Regions from separate parts of the Rattus norvegicus genome. Here region 1 is linked to region 2. Evidence: chromatin contacts called from public Hi-C data. All regions are on one chromosome and are shown on one strand. The core of a region is the stretch at or near the end of the contact, and the rest is flanking DNA. Distances in the headings are between cores, read along the strand shown.

Region 1 (2,700 bases), core at 93-2,592, 96 kb before region 2:
TTCTCCACATTTTGAATTTAGTCAGGGACATAGTCTCGGAGCAACACATAGGGAAGCATGGGCCTCTAAGCATTCCCTGGAGATCTTGCAAAAATATTTCACCACCTTTGGTAGGAAAACAGCGTGGGGATTAAGTCGTGAGTGCACCTTAGAGTTCCTGGCTCTTGGTAGAACTCATGTTGTAAGCATTCACACTATCTGTCCAGCCGCCATCATGCTTCAGTATACAAAGACAGCTCAGCGGCAGCAGCAGCAAGAGGCAGGGCCTGGAGGCAGGGCCTGTTCATCTCCGGTCCTGTGACCAGGTACCTGTATTTCATTTCCATCCCCCTGCAGGCTCTCCAGGGAACACTCCTTCGGATGAAGGAGAGATATTTAAACATCCCTGTTTGCCCTGGGGAGAAATCTCACTCAACTGCTGTGAGGGCATCGGTCCTTTTTGGAAAAGGTAAGTGGGCTGCTCTGCTGCTCCAGCTCTGGGATGAGGACCGATGCCAGGTCTGCAGGGGAGGAGACTCATACACAAGTAGGGCAAAGCTTCCTGCAATTTCAAAACCCCTGATTCCTGCAGAGCTAGGATTTGGCATCTGTGGTTTTAACTTTAAAAAAAAAAAATCAGCTTCTAACTCGCCACAAATCAGCTCTTTTGTTTGTGCTGGGTGACATGGAGACACTGTCATCTCCGTAATCAGGAAAGCCACTAGCTTGGACTCAGTCCCAGATACTGACTGTGACGCAGAGGCTGGGCACAGGCATACTGGCCACAGTGAATTCTGCATTGCTTCTGGACTCCCGACCTTGACTGGGATGTGTTTCTGGACTGGAAATCAGTGGCTAACCACAGCTAGCCAGCAGTACAAAGGACAGAGGGCAAGCACTGAGAAAGTGCATTTGTGTCTCTGAGAAGCTGTGACTTGAGACAATGCAGTCCCCTCCAGCTTCCCATTCACAAAGTGAAGGTGGGAAGCTCATCACACCGGGTCTTTGGGCTCTGAGCCAGCCTGCCAGCTAGTTCCTAACTCTCAAGTCTGAATCAGAGCTCTGACCCAGTGGAAGAAGGGAGCTAGATGCTCCTTGTCATGGCCTGGTAGGTCAAATGACAGGCATCTGGGTGAAGGTCTGCAGGGCTCAAAGAGCTGCATTCTGAGTCCTTCAAGCTGTAGCAAACACAGTTGACATCCTTTGTCTAGGAGATTTTCATATCAAAAAGGCTCCATTGAGAATCTGCAACCCCTGCCAAATGGGGCTGTTGGTTAAATTTTCACGTGCCACCCTAAACTGTCAGTCTAAGAAGCTCTATGGCAAACGTCCCCAAGGCCGGGCCCAGCACACACTCGCTTCTCTTCTGACTCATTGTCTGCTTGTCACCGTTCAATGCCAGCTCTGTTTTCATGGTGAGACATACTCAATTGGCCCAGAAACGAACTCTTCAGCGATGGGCAGAAACTTGGCAGGGGGCAGGAGGGCTTCTCAACCTGGTCTCAAATTTTCTGTTTGTTTTAATTTGGACAATAATTGCGGTGGCCATCTGGAGAAGCTGAGGGAGCCTGTGCTAAAGAGTGGGAATCACACTTAGCCTGTGACGCACTTAAGATTCTAACCCTGTCGGAGCAGCTCTGGGAGGGCCGCTCAATAGGGCTTTCTCTCTCTCTCTCTCTGTATCCAGGGCCCCTCAGGGACACCTTCCAGCCCGTCTATCCTGAGAGACTATGGGTCGAAGAGGAGGTGTTCTGTGATGCTTTTCCTTTCCACATTGTCTTTGATGAAGCAGTAAGAGACCCTTTCCCTCAGAAGCTTGGGATAGGGGATAAATCAGTATGGGGGGGGGAGGTCCAGTTCACCACCATTGTGTCTGTTAGGTCTTAGATCCCTGAGTTCATAGGTTTAAGGCCCTGGAGGGTCCCCTGACTTTATGTAATAGACTCATCTGGAATTCATGATCCTCTTAAGGTAAACATTGCAAGGACGTTGAACTATGAATAAATGGGAAAGTTTACGATGAGAAAGAAAAGCTGGAGGAAGACTTTAAAATTCACCCCAGAAAGACACATCAGACTACAGCCTACATAACCATGGTCCTAACAGTGACCTGCCACTCACTCCCTGTGACTGCAGCAGATTCTCAATCCCACTGTGCTTCATTTCCTACAGTTTAGTAGAGTTTGCTGCTGTGTTCTATGGTGGGGGCTGTGAGCATGATCATTTACATTTGATTGCTATCAAGTTCCCAGGATAAAAATATCTTTTTTTTCCTAGAGCTTTCGTGTGACAGCACACATCCATAATCCTAGTACTCAGGAGGCTGAGGCAAGAGTTCGCGGTCAGCATGGCCTACATATCGAGAGACAAAGCAAACCAGATATAGTATAGATGATATAGACATGGGAACTGAGGCGACTTTTAAAAAATTTACCTGAAGGGCATTTGGGCAAAACGAATTCAGTCAAAATTGCCAGTTAAAATATTTAGCCACTATAAATTTCTCTAGCGTTTATTGGAACTCATATGCACATTACCTGCCAGCTGACTACAGCAGAAACTCAATGACAGGTGACTCACCTAAGGATAGTATCTTCCCTCAGAGAAGTGATGGTATCACCATGCTAAGTAAACACCCCTAGGCGGAAAACACAAGTGTAAGTCAATGAATGCTTCTCCAATGTTACAAGATTCTTACTACTTGTGCTATTAATGTTTTCA
Region 2 (2,700 bases), core at 16-2,515:
CTTCAGAAAACCATTTTGCAGTACTAAAGAAACAACAAGCACCCAAAAGCAGCTTCCACTCCAGGATACAGACACTCAGAAGAAACGAACGTCAATGTCCACCAACAGCCTCAAAAGAACACTCAAAAGAAGTGTAACTCCTAATAGCTGCAAACCAGAAACACCTAGAGTCACCCATCCTCAGGAGAGAAGTATTGATATGTGTACAACCAGAATCAACCAACCAAACCTTTGGTGCTGACCACGTGTTTGGATCTGGTAGCCATGATACTGAGGGAAGGAAGACAGATACAAAAGGCACAGAGGTTAAACAGGCAAAACTAACGTGATGGCAGAAAGGCCGGGCTTCTCTTCTTGATCAGCAGCATACCAGGTTCAGTTGGGTGAGCTACATTCCCGAAATCCATACACTTGACTGTGCTAACTCTTTACACAGGACAGAAGCTATGTATTCAAAATAAGTGTCAGGTTGTTACATCAAGATTATAAAAAAAGATGATTATACCCTGGTGAAGTCTATTTGCTGTAAAAATGCTCTGTATTTGCTAAGCTAAAACACAAAGTTAAAGTGACTAGGGTGTTTTCCTCTTTACCCATATTGTAACGTCACATGTATCATCTGTAAAATGAATGTTTCTGGCTTGCATTCCCTAACCTAAATTTATTTCACTTGCCCTCCTCATATGGCACCGGCTGTCCCATGCCGCCACATGCCCTCATAGCTGGTCACTATCTTCAGGGATACTAAATGACTTTGTTATGGAATTGCTTCAAACCACACTCAGCTAAACCCTATCCAGGCTCCCTTAAGCCTGGCCACCCAAGCCTTTCCAGAGCAGCAGAGCTGCTCAGCATGAGACTACTGGATCTCTGGTTTGGAGCCGGAAGGATTCTAGACGCTGAACTGCAGACACCTAGTAATTCCCAGGGGCAGCAGAGTCCCCAGAACCCCAACCCTCCGCAGGCCGAGTGGCCAGGCCCGCCCCAGGGAATCAGCGCAAACTCTCCCTTCGCTTCCGGGTTTGGAGTTTCCCGCGTGTTGTGACACGTGACCAGGATGCATTGCAAAGTGCGGGTCGCCGAATCCCCGCCCGCCAGGAACTCGCGGACCGGTGCTGGCCTGGGCAAAAGCCACAAGCCGCCGCCGCCGCCGCCGCCACGAGTGCACTCGGCCCACGCGCCGACCGCATTTACCTGGAAGTAGGAACACTAGCTGCCTAGCAGCCAAGTCCCCGCGGTCCCGACCTCCGGCCATGTCGCACGCCGCCGGAAGTGGCGCCGAGGGGCTGTTCAGTCCGGACCACCAGCCTGCCTCCGCTTCCGGGCCCGCCCGCTCGGCTTCCTCTTTGAAATCTGCGCGGGCCCCGGAGGCTGTGGAGGTTGAGGAGCTCCGCGGCTTTCTCACTCTCAGTCTGCCGATACTGCTCGTGGGTGTATTTCACACACTGAGATTCCCAGTGCATGCGAGCAGTCTTCAAAATGGGTTTGGGCCAATTTGATAGTTAAGGTAATTCTTTAAGATACAACGCAAAATATATTTATAACTTGGGGTTCAACATATGTACTTGTTATTTAGGATAAATATTTATTTTAGTAACAAGACTTAGTTTAGGATTTGACACAGGGTCCACCACCTAGCCAAGACTGACCTTCAAAATAAGACGCCCTGGCGGGCTTTGAATCCTGGATCAGAAACCTCCCAAGTGCTGGAATGTCATGTGCAAAAGTGGATATCTGGTTTTTGTCTCGTTGCCTAGGGCTCACTCAGGGACAATAGAAAAAGGAATTACGCCCTGACTAGGGAGATGAAGAGCAAATTCATCTCTCAAAGGCTCAGCTACCTATCAGAGATGGAAGCTTGTCCTAAACTTTCTGGGCAGAATATGCACTTGTGTTCATTGTTATCCAATCTAGTAGCATTTTGTAGAGGGAGCAATGGGAGACACATTTAACAAAAATAAGGTCTGAGTTATAGTATAAAGGTGGCTAAAGCTTTTAAGAAGTGGTAACGGCCCATGATACCAGAAGTTGGCCTGGATCTTAAGACATGCTAAAATTATCCCATTAGGCATGAACCCCTTAAAAATACCCACCTTTGACCAGACTATTCTAAGACCATAAAAAATAAGACCAAGCAGGAACATGTCATGATTTTTCTCAGACAAAAGCAAAGTCAGTATTACTTGTTCAGGCCACAGTCCCAGCACTTGGCCACAGTGAGAACTGCTGCTTTACCCAGCTCTATTCTGTGCTAGTCTCCCCTAGCTGTGGATAAGAGTCATGAAGATGAAGCAGGATACACAGACAGAAGAGGATACTGGAGGAAAGGTTGTCTGTCCCCTGGGACCTGCTTTACTTTTCATGCTAGCTGAGAATTAAGACTTTTGACCCAGTTGGACCTCAGTAGGCAGAGGTGTTACAAGATTAATATGCCCAGCTACAGGAAATGCTCTTTAATGTGTGTGTGTGTGTGGGGGGGGTGTCTAATGCTCAAAGAGGAGCCTTAAATAGAAGGCGTTGTTAGCTTATATTCATTTTAGGCTTATGCATTTCACATTTATGTATTTCATACATTTTTCAGGTTCCAACCCCAGGTTACACTTTAACAACTTAAACAGAAATGGGAGAGTGCAGGTCTGGCGGCTTGCTGGGCAGATGGGAGATTTACTCAGCAAAGACATTGCCAGAACTGTTCAAGTA

The links. Hi-C and Micro-C count contacts between places; a contact is called where the count stands out from the background.
Region 1: a contact with region 2 is called in a Hi-C map of mammary epithelial cells, with 2.0 times the contacts expected there. The contact joins the enhancer-like site here to the promoter of Rnaseh2b in region 2. A contact is called at or near these places in 2 of 12 Hi-C or Micro-C datasets (Schwann cells and mammary epithelial cells).

What each region holds. Positions count from the first base shown.
Region 1 is chr15:40,811,738-40,814,437 of GRCr8, reverse strand. Gucy1b2 (guanylate cyclase 1 soluble subunit beta 2) reads left to right here. Exons shown (of 16, transcript NM_001270711.1): 7 at 337-448; 8 at 1,667-1,770. Among named protein-coding and RNA genes, the nearest start is that of Gucy1b2, 32 kb to the left of the region's middle. Within about 2 kb of position 1,342, at least 62 of the 93 cell types and tissues checked have an H3K27ac peak or open chromatin away from gene starts, as enhancers often do. A contact at or near this core is called in Schwann cells, where this site is marked.
Region 2 is chr15:40,715,824-40,718,523 of GRCr8, reverse strand. It overlaps Rnaseh2b (ribonuclease H2, subunit B), which reads right to left and starts at 1,265. Exons shown (of 11, transcript NM_001007007.1): 1 at 1,195-1,265. The coding sequence starts at 1,255.